Linked DNA regions of Mus musculus: region 1 is linked to region 2. The links are chromatin contacts, called in public promoter capture Hi-C maps. All regions are on one chromosome and are shown on one strand. Each heading gives the region's core, a stretch centred on a gene start, on an enhancer-like site or on the middle of the called end of the contact. The rest is flanking DNA. Distances are from core to core; before and after follow the strand shown.

Region 1 (7,223 bases), core at 186-2,685, 160 kb after region 2:
ACAAACCACAATAGATTAGCAAGAGAAAAGGCATGCACATTTTTGTATATTCTTCCTAGGGACACTGGAAGCTGAGGATACATGCAGTTTTTGAGTATTTTGAGTAAATGGTTTTAAGGGAAGATTAATAGCCACCAAGAACAGACAATAACAGTCAGGGGCAAAGTTCATCTGAGCTCTGGACATAGTGTTATCCCAGCCATCTTTTCCTGAAAGTCACTCTTTCCTGTTCTCCAGGTTATAGGGAGGAGAACTTAGGACTGCCATTCCTTATGGAAGAACTTTAGTCAGATTAGGAACTCCAGAGATGGAAGCAAGTTAGAGACCCTGGTTTTGAGATTGCTTTTATAGTTTTAAGTTTTATTTAGCATGTCAGCATGCCCAGCTCTGCAGCGTTACCTCTCATCACCTCTGAAGTCCAGAGAACCATCTGTTGTAACGCTCTCAGAGGACCCACAGCGTATTGCAAGGGGGGGAAGGGGGAAGGGCAGATAAGTATACTGTGACAAAAGAGAGAGAAATCGGATAATGTCTCAGGAAGATGTTGGCCATTCCATTTTAGCCTTCTCCTGCTACCTGTTTGTTTGAATTGTTAGGTGTGTGTATGTGTGTGAACACACATATGTTCATATTATCTTTCATCACCTTCTAGTTATTGATGCAGGATCTCTCTTTGAACCTAGAGCTCACCAATTCTGGCTAGCCTAGCCATCCAGCTTGCCCAGGAGTCTGTGTGTCTCTGCCTCCCAAGTGCTGAGATTACAGGCAGCTGGCCAGCCTGCCTGGCATTCCCTAACTGAGGGCTGGGCATCTGGTCCTCACACTTGTCAGGCTAGCGCTTAATCACTGAAGCAGCTCTTGTCCTTGACTTCCTGTTTCTGTGGCTTTGGGATGATGTTCTCTGATGTTTACCTTACAGCTAACTCAGTGTTCTTCAGCATCCGAGTCCTTTACCTCATGTTTTTGTTTCCAGAAATTCTTGATAAAATAGGTAAATGACTTCAGCTATTAAAGGGATTTCGAAATAAGCCTGGCCAACCTCCAATTGGTTTGCAAGTCAGGAAAAGACTTTGCTTATTGTGGAGGGGAATTTTTCACTTTCTTGAAGTGTATCTGTAGTGGTTGTGAAAGACCCCTGTTTCTGGGGAGACTCTTGCTCAAGTCCCGGGATGAGCCGATGCCCCAATAACTGGAGAGAAACCATTCTTGATGCAATATCTATCGTATGAGGTTTATCAGCATGCTGAGGCCAAGCTCATAACCCACCCAGGGGCAGAGAAGATCGGCCCCCAGCAGTTGCAGTCGAGGGCTTTTTGGAAAACTGAATGACCTGTGGTTGCTTGTTTGCTTATGAGTATGTGGGAAGAGGAAGCAGTGTCAGAGCACACTGTTTGCTCTTCAGAAGAGCTGGAACCGTGATATCTCACTGTTGCTAATTCCTTAGCGATTCCAGTTGTCCGTCAGTGGCTGGCTCGAGTGACCCAGTCACTCACATCCACTCTGGTAGGCAGTTAACTGCTTTACTCTAGTGAGAGTTTGGGTCTTAGGCATCATGGGAATGGCCTGCTAAGACGGCCAGTGCCCTTCACTTCAGAGCAGGCAGGCCATGTCATATTCCACTACTGCACATTCTCCTGCCTTGTTTTTACTGACAGATCCATGCATGACCAGTGAAGAAATGCCATGGGAAACAAGGTGATGATTTAAAATGGAAACAGAACTTCAGAGACAGAGGCAGAACGATCATTACAGATTAAAACAAGCTTGGCACTCAGTCTCAAAACATATGAAAAGGAAAGGAGGTGAGAAGGAATGAGGGTGTAAACTTCTGGGTCAATTAAATTCTTAGATTCCTCTATTAAGGAGTACATCTTACCTCTTTTTTGGTTTTGTTTTGGTTGTTTGTTTCTGTGCTGAATATTGAACCCAGGGTCTTGCGTGTTAGGTTACCACTGAGCTAAATACCTATGTTTCACACACATGGTTTAATTTTTCAGAAGATGTTTGTGGTTTGAGACAATAACTATTGTAACTAACGTGAGTAGATACCTCAGAGTCCCTTGCAACACCGTACATGTGGATTCCACATGGACCCAGGTGAAAGTGGGCATTCAACATTGTGAGGAATGGTGGTGGTTTTAGTTTCTGTTCTGTTGCTGTAAGGAGACACCATGACAAAGGCAACTTTTAAGAAAGGACATTTAACTGGGGGCCTGCTTACAGTTTCAGAGGGCGAATCCATCATGGTGGGAACATGGCAGCCAGCAAACAGGCATGGCACTAGAGCCACCACTCTGAACAGAGGCAGAGAGAGAAAGCCCTCCAGTAACACACTTCCTCCAGCAAGGCCGCGCCTCCTAAACCTTCCCAAACAGTTTAACCAACCAGGAAAACGAGCATTCAAATACTTGAGTCTATGGGACCCATTGTCCCTTCAGTAACTACAGTAAAGATCTACTTATAAGAGTATCCAGTTGCTAGGTTTTTACAGTCTCTGTTCCTCTTTTCAGTCTTCTGACACTATTGTCTTTTGCAGGCGAGAGGTTTTTGTTATTGTTGTTGTTGTTGTTCTTACCCCTAGCTGATGTGATGAAATCTAGGTCAGACTAGACATGGCTAATTGCTGTTTTCAGACCTTGTAATTCCCAGTGCTTTCCTCAGAAATGCTTCTCTTTTTGGAAGGAAGGGGTGGGCAAGAGGATTGGTCCAAGTTTCTTTACAAGCGTATGTTCAAGACCATCATCTGTGGTGTCTGGAAGGACCTCCTCCAGAACTTTCTCCATGTGAAAAATCACCTTGAATTGTGTTCATCAGATTTCCTTCAGTGAAAAAGTGGGATATTCTTGGTTATGAAACTGGCCTGCATTTGCCTTGGCATTGCCTATGTGAATTTGAAATACAGAATCTATAAATAACGAGGGACCTTTGAAAACATGGTCTAGAGAGACCTATACCGGGCTTTTCTTATTTTACTTTTGCTGGAGTGAGGATTGAGCTTGGAACCTTGTGCATACCAGGAAACAGTCCATCACTGCCATTACTGCAGGTTTGAAAAGCTTCTCCAGGCCCTGGGCCTTGTGGCTAGGACAGCGTGTAGTTGAGCAGACCCCTTAGCAAGCTCTTCTGTTAGCCTTAGAGGTAATGTGGGTAGCCATGGTGGGAGAGCCTGAGCCTGCTCCCAGTTGCTTTCACAGAGCACTTCCAACAGTCAGGATGGCAGGAATGTGCCAGCTTGGGGTCTCTGTTCACAGGTTCGCAGTAGACACTTTTTTCTTTTCTTCCCTAGATAAGGAACCCTGTGTAGGGCTGGCTGTTCTGGAACTTAGGCAGGAAGATCATGTTTGAGTCTGCCCAAGGTGACATACTGAGACCTAGTCTCTAAGTCTCAAAAGTCCTTAAAGCTCTACGGTGAGAAAGTTCTTAATGCACAGTCATGGTTTTGTTAAAACTTCTGTTAAAGCTGAAGTACTGTTGCTATGCAGATGGTCACATAAAATGGGAACATAGCAACGAAAAAGAAACCAGTGTGGGTTGAACCATTAAAAATATCTCTATGATTCACTAAAATAGTTTTCATTTGGGTCAACTTGCTAATGCTGTAATCTTGTTTTTATTCATCTTTGAGAAAAACCAAATATGAAGTAGACAAAGTAGACTTGTCAAGATGGCTCAGCAGTTTACGGTGCTGTGCTAGGCCTGATGACCCGTTTGATCCCCGTGTCTCCTCCTGTGGTGGAAGGAGAGCCATTTTAACCTCCATATGCCCACCATGACACATGGTATTTTCTAAATAAAATAAAACAGGCAAAAGAAAATAACAAGGCATGCCTTTAGCGTTTCTCCATTGGTGAATTGTAGGGCATGAACTTTGTGATGTAAAAGAATCTTAAGACATTTGCTTGTAGAAGCTGATGGGACTTTGCTTTTTCCTCAGTGACTGGTCAGAAAGGATCTTACTTCCAGGAATACTTGGTTGTCCTCCCAGGATACTATCCCCAGATGTCTCCCAACGACAGACTTGAGCAGTGCTGCCAAAGGCATGCCACTTCGATTTTCTAGCTGCCCTAAGTACTTGTGCCTGAGATCTGAGTGAGCCCAGTGGGAAGTAGCCTCCGGGTAAGCTGGGGGTTTTGTCAGTTTCGGGAAGGGAAAGTTCTCAGCCGTTTTTTTTTTTTTAAACAGGGTACAGGTCTGTTTCTGCCTCTCCATTTAATTGATCTAATGATCCCTTAAGTCTCACTCCAGATACAATGACCCTGGAGACTAGGGCTTCAGCCTAAGGGGCACAAGCTCCACTATGCAGTGCTGAGTGTCACTTCCTCTGAGCTTGTGGGATAGCTTCTCAACACGGTCTGCATTTCAGGACCAGCACACATGACCCTTTGCTTTTCCTGCTTCCATATCTTACCTTAGTGGATCTTTATTTGCAACAAGACCATTGCCCGAAACCGGGCGTGGTGGCGCAGGCCTTTAATCCCAGCACTCAGGAGGCAGAGGCAGGCGGATTTCTGAGTTCGAGGCCAGACTGGTCTACAAAGTGAGTTCCAGGACAGCCAGGGCTACACAGAGAAACCCTGTCTCGGGAAAAAAAAAAAAAAAAAAAAGACCATTGCCTGGGAACCTTTTCTATTTCCTAGTATGTTTTGACTCTGAATATCTATGACGCTGAGCTCCGTGATGGAGTAGAGCTAGCTGTACGTAACAAGCACAGCCCAACACTTTTGTTTTCTTTGGTCTTCTTACTCTTGTTTCCTGTAACCAGACAATGTAAAATTTTTGTTAGAGTCAAAAAAGTATCACCTTATGTTTATAGATATACTCTAAAGTTGGTTCTCTTGGTCCTAGCTCATTCCTAATAAGAACAAAGCTCCAGAATGCTCTGCACTTTCAGCAGAGTGGTTTGTTGCCATGGTAACAAGGCATCTGCTTATTCTGAGGTAGGGTTCTCTGTTCTATTGCTTTCAGGAGAATTAAAAAAACAAAACAAAACCTAAAAAACAAAAAAGTCCAAATGCCTTCTTGTAGACTTGACAGTGTGACCTGTTCAGGGTATATCTAAATGTCCTTAACTTACAAATATGGCAGCACAGCTAAGGTATATTGCACAGGAAGGACAGTCCCTTGAGTTGGACTTTTGTCACCTTATGGAGGCTTCAAAACAGATCCAGGCGGGCTTCTTACAGGTGCCTGAGGATAACCTGATAACTTCCTGTTAAGCATCATTACCGTCCCCTGTCTCCTTCCCAGTCCATCTTGGAAACAGCTATCTGGCAGAGGTTTAGGAAAATAGTCACATGAGACAAACATGAAAGTGATTTTACTTGGGCCAAGTTGCCCATGTGGGTGGGCCCCACAGTCTTTCATCTGAACATGGCGGTCGAAATTTTGAAGTGCATTTCTCAGATCTCAGCATGGAGCAAGGCTGTTTGTTGATGAAGGGAACAGAATGAATAGATGAAGGGAACAAAATGAAACAGTGGTGGCTTATAGAACAGAGGGCAGCAGCGGACAGTGGCAAATGGTGGTTGACTTCATTAAAGTTTGAGTGCAGACCTAGTGGGATGTGTGAAGAGGAAAAGGGGCCCAAGAACAGGGCTTTGGGTGTTAACAGGTGGAAAAATAATGTTTCTGTTTATTAAAATGGGGAAGATTTCAGAATTTGGAATGTGCAAAGGGCATGAGGATTTTTATTTGGGAGTGCTGAGTTTTTGATGCTTATTTTACAGCTATGCATATGGAGAATGAAAATACTAGTGCACTGACTAGAAGTGTGGGTTGATGATCTGCTGAGGCACATGGATGCAGTGAGAACATTAATGAGCTGAAGGAGAGTAGGTCCCAAACTGCTTGAGTGCCATGGGACATCTTTAAAATGCAGAATATTCTTGAAAACATTATGGTAAGGTGTATTCTTGACCCACAGCTATAATCTCAAAGGGATGTTTAGGGATGTATGCTTGCATGCATCTTGTGTATTTCTGTGGTGTTGGGTTCTGCCTCCCAAATGCCAGCTAGGATTACAGGTGTGCACCATCAGGCCAAGTTTATGTGGTCTGGAGAGCAATCCAGAGCTTTGTGCATGTTAGTTAAGCAAGCCAGTACTCAGCCAACAAAGCCGCACCTCAGCCATTAGCCTGTGCTGTTCTTAGGATCGAAAGCACTAACAATTAAGTCAGTGAGATAACATTTATTTCAAAAGTAGATGGGCTAGGGATACAAGCCACTCCCCACTCATTTTTTGAAATTGGATTTCTCTACTATTTGAATAGGTGGGCCAGCTTTGGAGCTCCGGGGATTGTTTTAACTCCCGGGCCCTGGGTTTACACCGCCTTTGCTGGGGTCTGTGTGAGTGCTGAGGTGTGAGCTCAGTTCTTCATGCTTTGTGACAAGCACTTGGCTGGCTGGCTCTCCAATCCCAAGCAGGCATCTTTGGGAGAAACATAACTCATGAAATGAGCATCTAGAAAGCTTTAGGGCAGTCAGGAAAACTATTACAAATTCAAAGCAATATGAGCACCAGCATATTAAAGATATTCAGTTGTATCACCTAAAGAGGATATGTAATAAACCAGTTTGATCTCATAAAGGGTATTTAATTAGGTTTCTTGATACCTTTTAATCTTTGCATTTTTAAAGGTATAGCTTTCTTTTCAATAATAATTTGAGAAAAAAATAATGCACCCTATCACACAGGCTTCTCATTCTTCCCAGGTCCATCCTCCTGAGGTAAGAAGGCCAGGAGTTCAAGGTCATCCTTGACTGTATTGTCACAAGGGCAGTTGGAGGCCAGCGAGGTTATACAGGAGATCCTGTCTCAAAACAAAAGATGTTTCTCTTAGCTGCTTAAACCTTATTTCTTCTGTTTCTAGGTAGATCTGTATTAAGAACATATTAGTTTCAGTGTTGTTTTCTTTATCGATACCTTTTCTTTCCACATTCAATTAAAAGTAGCTGTTTCTACTGCTTGCCTTCCGTGGGTTTTGCTGCTCTCAATTCCCGTGTTCCTCTCCCTTCTGCTTCTCACAGATGAGAGCCTGTGGAAGACAATGTGCATGGTTTTGGATTTATGGCTTTCTCATAACTGTGGCCAGAGTTTATAGCTAAGAGCTGGGTGTGGTGGTACGTGTCTGTAATCCCAACACTCTGAGCAGTAGCATAGAGCCATGATGTCATTTCTTTTTATTCATATTTAGTTTCAGGGTTATAAACTGTGCAATTCCTCT
Region 2 (7,824 bases), core at 325-2,824:
GGTGGGAGGTCAATCATGAGCTGACATAACTGCTCATAACCTTCCCATAGCCAGCGGCCGGTACACTCATTAGGCAGTAGGGGTTGAAACAATCGAGGTAGGAGTTGCTGGGGCTGGACTGGGCCAGGATGGTATTGAGAGGCAGCACAATAGGGCTGGCGTAGCTGGGTCCCTGACCAATAGAGCCTACATTGCTGGGTTCCTGAGCCAAAGACAGATTTGAGGAGTTGGAACAAATTCCTGGAATGTGTCTAGCCTGGCATGAAGGCATACACCTATTACTTGTTGGCTGGTCTTGCTACTGGGCGAAAGCAGCAAGCTCAGGGTGGGGCTGGCACTGAAGAGTCCACCAAAAAGCCCATGTCATCTGTAAGTCTGTTTAGAAGGCACACGGGCGGATCTGCTACTGGACCAATGGAAACAAGCCTGCTCACGTGGAGGAAAGGTGGAGAGTAAAAGAGGCCTGCCAGAGGAACAGATGATCCCTCCATGAGCAGTATTCCCAGAGCACAGGAGAGGAGCAGGAGTGGCCGGGTACCAACCAGGCCTCCCTTGGAACTGTCTCCCTCCCGCCAGGCTCTGTGCCTGCCCACTGCTTCCCTGCTAACTGAATCCCACTTGTAAGCAATGCCATCTTGGTTACCCTCTACTAAAGTGCAGAATCCTGAAAGGAAAGGCACTCCAGTTCAACAGGTCTGTGGAGTTAGTTCATCAATTGTTCAACCGATTTGAGTCGGATGCATTGGGAAATGAGATTCATTCAGGGTGACTTAAGAAGATGCCATTAGAGCCGGCGGGCAGTGGTGGCACACGCCTTTAATCCCAGCACTCAGGAGGCAGAGGCAGGCAGATTTCTGAGTTTGAGGCCAGCCTGGTCTACAAAGTGAGTTCCAGGACAGCCAGGGCTACACAGAGAAACCTTGTCTCAAAAAAAAAAAAAAACAAAAACAAAAACAAAAAAAGAAGATTCCCTTAAAACTCCAACTTTGGACTCGACACCTCTGGTCACCAGAAAGGGAGCTGGAGCTGAGGCAGGAGGATAGCAGAAAGATCTCCAACACTTCCAGCACCCTTGAGGAGCTTTTAGCCTTGTTACAGGGAAATACACAATGAACAGGCCCAAGCACTGGCAATGTGGTGCTGGCAGGTCGTGCCCACCCCCTTCCTTCTCCTTTGCTCAACCTTTAGATTCTAAAGCCAGCCTCCCCCCCCGCCCCCCGACCAAGGTCTATTCCCCTATCTGTCCACTTTCTTGTGCCTGACTAAAACTCCAAGGTCCAGCAATCAGAATTCATTATTTCGATACTCTGGTTAACCTGTTTAATCAGGACTTGTCAATTCAATCCAGCACAGACCTTCCCCCATTCCCCCTTAAAACCCACTCCCGAAGAAACACCTGCTGTCTGTCTTTGTCTGATCCAGAGGCAGGCCCCCTTCCCCTCCCACTTGTCCCTCTGGGGTACTGTCCTTTGTGCTGAGAATTTGTTGTCTGGGTGTGTGCTGTGTAGCCTCCATGGCAGAGCTAGGAAGTGTTACGAAGGGCCCCAGTGAAGGCCAGAGCTGAGTGCGGCTGTGTCAAAGAGCCCTTTCACACACTCTCACAGCTGAACCACACTGACTCTTTCATTCAGAGGCCCAGAAAGTTGGCTATTACAACCCCGTGGTTTTCTAAATACGAACATGGGTGTAACTTCCTGGTTCTGAGGCCTGCCTTGGTTCTGACCCTCCAGAGTCCTCCCTAGGATGTATTAAATGGAGTCATTCATAGGTGTTTGCAGGGTGCTTGAGGGCCCCACCCACCTTTTTTGCTTATTTTCTCCACTCTGTCCACTTGCCAAGTCCTGGTGGTGGGCTGAGTGGTTTCACAGTTGCTAGACTGTCTGTCACAGTAAAGCTCACGAGGCACCCTTGTGAGAATGTCACCAGCCAGACTGTCAGTGGGAAGGGAGGACTGTGACCATCAATCAAACGGAGCCAGTTGAGGTGGTCGAGGTGGTGCTCCTCCGTGTTCCCAGCTCTCGGGGGAAGGAGCCAGGAGGATCGGATCAAAACCAGATTAGCGAGTTCAAGTTCGAGGCCACTGTGGGCTACATGAGGCAATGGTTCAAAACAAGAAAGACAGAAAAAAAAGTTAAAAGAGTTAGGCTTCGGGAATTAGAGAGGAGACCAAGAAGGGTGAAAATAGGGCACGAGGATGGGTGGGAGTGGGGGAGAGGGTGCATGGGACAGGAAAGATGCACAAGGCTCTCAGGAAAGGGCCACAGGGGATAAGAGCAGCAAAGAGAGGGAGGCGAGGGGAAGGAGCACTAAGACACTCAGATTGTAAAATGCTATACTGAGCTCTAATACCTTGTACGGTAATTTTACATTTTAAAGAGTTGAATGCTTTCGAGACTTATTTACTTCTATTTCATTTGTATGCGTGTTTGTCTGAATGGATGTTTGTGTCCAAGAGAGCAAGAAAGAGATTGGGACTAGAGTTACAGACAGTTGCGAGCTGCCATGTGAGTGCTGGGAAATGAGTTTGAGTCCTCTGAAGAACAGTCAGTCTCTCCAGCACACTAACATCCAGTTAGTTAGTTAGTTAGTTAGTTAGTTAGTTAGTTAGTTAGTTAGTGTTTTTTTTTTCCAGACTGAGTTTCTCTGTGTAACCCTGGCTATCCTGGAACTCGCTCTGTAGACCAGGCTGGCCTTGAAGAACTTGCTTCTGCCTCCTGAGCACTGAGATCCAAGTCTGGATTCAAAATCTGCACCATGCAGATGTGTAGGAATCAAATCAGCATCAGACTTGTGGGTGTCAATTCTGCACCAGGCTTCACGATGACACCTGGTTGGGAAAAGCATTCAGAGCTGAGCTGCACACAAATGTGGAGAAGCCACAGAAGGGAATGGGAGAACCCATGGTAGGGGGCGGGACTGGAGTTAGGCCCGCTGGATGGACGGCTGCTTCCTAGTACAGATCTGTCACAGATACTGGAGCACTGGCTGTCTCTAACTTGGGGTGGCTGGAAAAAAAGAAAGAACGAGACAAGCCAGGCCCTTAGAAAGTGCGTGTGCTACAGCAATAAGTCTGTGGGACTGCGTTCTTGCAATTGTCTTTCACTGCACATACTTTTTGCCTACAAGAATTCTAAGCACTGAGCTGGAGACCTTCTATAATGAGATCTGATGTTCTGTTCTATCATGCAGGAATACATGCAAATATAGCGCTCATATGAATAAATAAGTACACTGTAGCTGTCTTCTGACACACCAGAAGAGGGCGTCAGATCTCATTACGGGTGGTTGTGAGCCACCATGTGGTTGCTGGGATTTGAACTCAGGACCTTTGGAAGAGGAGTCAGTGCTCTTACCCACTGAGCCATCTCACCAGCCCTTAATAAATAAACCTTTTTTAAAAAGAAAAGAAGTCTAGTCAAGACCTAAAGAGTTGGCTCATTGGTTAAGAGCTCTTATTGCAGCTGGTCTACAAAGTGAGTTCCAGGACAGCCAGGGCTATACAGAGAAACCCTGTCTCAAAAAACAAAAAAACAAAAAAACAAAACAAAACAAAACAAAAAAAAGAGCTCTTATTGCCCTTCCAGAGGACCTGGGTTCCATTCCTGCCACTCACACAGCAGCTCATTACTGTCTGTAACTCCAGTCCCAAAAGACCCAAAGCCCTCTCCTGATCTTTGAGGGCACCAGGTATATACATGGTGAACATATGTTTGTGAAGGCCAACACACTCATACACATAAAAAAAAATAGCTTACAAAACAAAATAAATCTTGTTTTTCTTTTGTTTTTCTTTTTTCTTTTTTTTTTAAATGAGTACACTGTCACAGTCAGATCCCATTACAGATAGTTGTGAGCCACCATGTGGTTGCTGGGATTTGAACTCAGGACCTCTGGAAGAGCAGTCAATGCTCTTAACCACTGAGCCATCTCTCCAACAAAATAAAACTTACAAAACTTATGAAACGAACTGCCGTCAGACTGAGTCCTAGTTAGTTTTCCTTTCAGCAGAACTAATAGATTAGCAATTCCTGTGTATTCCTGGCTTAATGGAGCTAGGTTCTCATGGTGTTAAGGAAAGATGGCACAGCGATATGGAGAGTCTTTGCTGTACTGGAGCTAGAATTAGCAATATGAATTCCTGTTTCCTAATATATACCCATGCCACAGTGTCTTTTTGTTGTTGTTGTTTTGATCTTTGTTTCCTGACTTAAGTTCTCTCTAGTACATAGCTCTGGCTGTCCTAGAACTTGCTATGTATTCAAACTTACAGAGATCTACCTGCCTCTGTCTGCTGAGTGCTGGGATTAAAGATCCACACCATTCTGCCAGCCTTTGTTTCTGTGTGTCTGTGCATGTGCTGATGTGGACACATGTGCCTGAAGCTCACAACTCAAAGTCCGAGCCTTCAAGCAGAGACACCAGTAGAAGTGAGTGCAGTTAGCAACCAGGCACCATTTTTTTCTTCATTTTCTTTTAATTGAAAATATTTCTTTCTAGCAATATATTCTGACCATGGCTTCCTTCCCCTCCCTCATTGCCTCCTGGATCCTCCTCCTATCCCCCACCCCCATCCAACTCCACACCTCCTCTCTCTCTTTTTATAAAAGCATTAGAAACAGATACAGACACAAACACACACATGATCATTAAAAAGAAAAAGCAAACGTAAAAACATAGACTTGGAAACTGTATATACATGTAAAGGACCGGTAAGGTTAAAAAACGCCCCCCAAAGGCAGTATAAAGCAAAATACCTCCCAAAATGCCATTGAATTCTTTTTGTGTTGGCCATCTGCTGCTGGGCATTGGGCCTGCCATGAAGTGTATACACAATGAGAGACTCCATTCAAAGCTTATTTTTCTCAAGTAGCTGTCAGTTAGAGATAGCTTCTTAGTTAGGAATGAGACCTAATGCCCACCTCCATGTCCCAGCACTGGGGCCACATCTGGCTTGGACCTGTGCAGATGTGTGTGCTGCCACAGTCTCCATGTGGTCATACGCACGTCAGTCCTGTCGTGTCTGGAGGACACTGTTTCCTTGGCGTCTCCCATCCCACCTGGCTCTTATCTCCTAGTCTGCATATTTCCCTGAGTCCTGAGGGGAGGAATTTAATAAAGCCATACCCTCTCAACTGAGTTTTTCAAGATCTCCGTGTCTCTGGATATTGGTCAGGGGTGGTTCTCTGCATCAGTTCCTTTTTGCCATAGGAGAAAGCATCTCTGATGACTGCTGAGCAAGACTGATCTGGTGTGGTCCCATGTATCCATTTCTAAACAGCAAACAGAAGGTCTTCGAGCATGGCTTGCTGTTGGTTTGGGTTGGGCCAAATTGAAGGCTGAACCAGAAAGTAAGTAGTGCTCCAAGAATTGTCATTCCCTGAGGCTGATCTAGAAGACCCTGGAAAGCGGTATCAACTGATCGCCACTGGTCAAATGTGGGGCAAACATCACGATAAGTAATGTTGCCTGTACCTCGCTGAGTAAGGACCTTTACTGATTCAGTAATGGTCAGCGAACAAATAATGCAAAATAATGCAATACATAAATGATAAACAAGGGTGAGGGAAACCTTCATTACAAGAAAATGTCACTAAACACAGGATGGCGGAGGTAGAGGGTCGAGAGCAGAAACTTAACCTGGTGAAAGCTTGGTAAGAAAGAGGCAACTATAATTGCCCTCCCACCCTCAGAGTCTATGTCTTTGGACTGAACCAACTGCAGATCAAAACTCTTTTTCTTACTTGTGTCAAAACATCGTTCTAAATGACACACGACACACTGTAATAGTTATTTAGAGTAGCCAACAAATCAGAGGAATACTGGAGGTACATGAAGCAGCTGCCATAGGGCCACTGCTCTCAAATACCAATGTGACTGTGCCCACTTCCACTTACAGAAGAGAGTTTCTCCTTCATAAAGCACCCAGGAAACTCTGGGCAACAGAAGCTGCTAGGAGAATATTCCCTCTGCAGGAGGGGTGAAGAAACTTCACTGTTAGAGGCCTGGGGTATGGAAAACAGCGAGCTTGCCTCCTGTGTATGAGACCCTGAGTCTGATGCTCTGAACTTGAAAAACACAAAAAAGCAACCCAGGGCTGAGGTACAACAGCTACACCTGTAACCACTACACCTGTAACCACTACACCTGTAACCACTACACCTGTAACCACTACACCTGTAACCACTACACCTGTAACCACCGGCTCTTAAGGGAGGCAGAGGCAGCAGAGTCCAAAGTTCAAGGCTGTCTCAAAAAAAAAAAACAACAACAAAAAGTAAGTAAATAAGTAAATATAAGGGCCAGAAGTGTAGCTCAGTGGTTGGGTGCTTGCCTAGTATTTAGAGGCTCCAGATTCATGTTTGCATTCACATAATCTCTGGTGAGGTCTTACATGGGAATTCAAGAGAGCTGTGCCTTGGAGAGCCCAGCTATCAGCCCTGTGCAGGGAGACACTTAGGCCTACCTCATTGGTCCTGTGCTAACAGTTACAATGATGACAAGGATCATGTAGACTTTGCTGTGGGGCTGAGGGTGTGGTCCATGGTAGTTCTCAGCTGAACTCTGGTCTTCTGAAAGTACAGTGTGTGCTCTGAGCCACTGTCTGTACTGGCACTTGCGTGAAGCCCTGGGTTTAGCCTCAACACAGAAGAAGAAGAGGGGGAAGAGGGCTCCACATCTTTTTCTGTCTTTTTTTTCCTGTTATCCACAGTTCTGAACAGTTAGATTATCTGCCTGGGGTCAAAGATACCTCCGTATATCCCTGTGAGCAGGATGGAGTGTTGGCCATTTACCTGGTTTCAGTGGTTTGTGCATTGCAGTATGGAAACTAAAAGCATTAGTGCAAGTCACATGCTTCCCGGAACTCGGTTCAGCTTTATGACAATTAGAAAATAAAGCTACTAAATTTCCCAAACAGTGCCAGGATTTGAATGTTTATGCGAACAATTTCATTTTTTAGTTGTGTGTATGAGTTCATGCGTGTGAACACAGAGAACTGCAGGTGGGTGGCAGCCACCTGACATCACTGCTGAGGACTGATGCTGGGTCCTCTGCAGAAGCAGTTCATGCCCTCACCCACCCAGCAAACAGTGCGGTACACAGTGAAAGATAAAATATCGGATCCAGCCGGGCGTGGTGGCGCACCCCTTTAATCCCAGCACTCAGGAAGCAGAGGCAGGTGGATTTCTGAGTTCGAGGCCAGCCTGGTCTACAGAGTGAGTTCCAGGACAGCCAGGGCTATACAGAGAAACCCTGTCTCGAAAAAACAAACAAACAAACAAACAAACAAACAAACAAAAAATATCGGATCCGGACCCCCAAGACCAAGTTCTCAGCATAAAAGAGGTTTATTTACCCCAGACAGACAAAGGACAGGAAATAAGAGGCAAAGACAGGAGACAGAGGATGAGGGAAAGAGAAAGGGAACAAAGGAGAGAGAGGAGAGGGAAAAGGGACATTTGTTCCAGAGTGCGACAAAGGACTGCTTCTGGATAGAGAGGAGACAGATGTGGCACATAGGAAAATGATGCTTTATAAAGGTAAAAGGAATGGGAGGATGAGGTGTTTAATTTTAATTGGACATGTTAATTAGGTGAGCTAAAGAGGGCTTTGATTGCTGGACTCCAGTACTTTGATAGTCCAACTTTGGTTGTAGCCTCAAGAGGAGGAAGTGGCCAAATAAGGGTGGCTAAGGTTAGGAATGTAATCTAAGGGTTTTAGTAAGGCAGAGGGAATGAGAGATCTGGCCAGAGTCCTTTCATATAGTATTTGGACTTCTCAGTATAAGTAAAATTTTGTATTGAGAGCAACCAATTGGCTTTGGTA

Evidence for each region. Capture Hi-C pulls out chosen DNA fragments and counts their contacts.
Region 1: a contact with region 2 is called in a promoter capture Hi-C map of adipose tissue. The contact joins two enhancer-like sites. A contact is called at or near these places in 2 of 484 Hi-C or Micro-C datasets (embryonic fibroblasts and embryonic stem cells), 2 of 115 datasets of contacts at active chromatin or transcription factors (bone marrow-derived macrophages and memory CD8 T cells) and 3 of 9 other capture datasets (adipose tissue, liver and pancreatic islet).

What each region holds. Positions count from the first base shown.
Region 1 is chr14:47,503,331-47,510,553 of GRCm38.p6, forward strand. All of the region lies in intron 1 of Fbxo34 (F-box protein 34), which reads left to right. Gm35166 (a long non-coding RNA gene) reads right to left here and starts at 4,879. Exons shown (of 2, transcript XR_383410.3): 1 at 4,801-4,879. Within about 2 kb of position 1,436, at least 12 of the 459 cell types and tissues checked have an H3K27ac peak or open chromatin away from gene starts, as enhancers often do. A contact at or near this core is called in adipose tissue, where this site is marked.
Region 2 is chr14:47,340,422-47,348,245 of GRCm38.p6, forward strand. It overlaps Gm41147 (a long non-coding RNA gene), which reads right to left. Exons shown (of 3, transcript XR_874595.2): 3 at 1,478-2,087. Among named protein-coding and RNA genes, the nearest start is that of Gm41147, 11 kb to the right of the region's middle. Within about 2 kb of position 1,575, at least 52 of the 459 cell types and tissues checked have an H3K27ac peak or open chromatin away from gene starts, as enhancers often do. A contact at or near this core is called in adipose tissue, where this site is marked.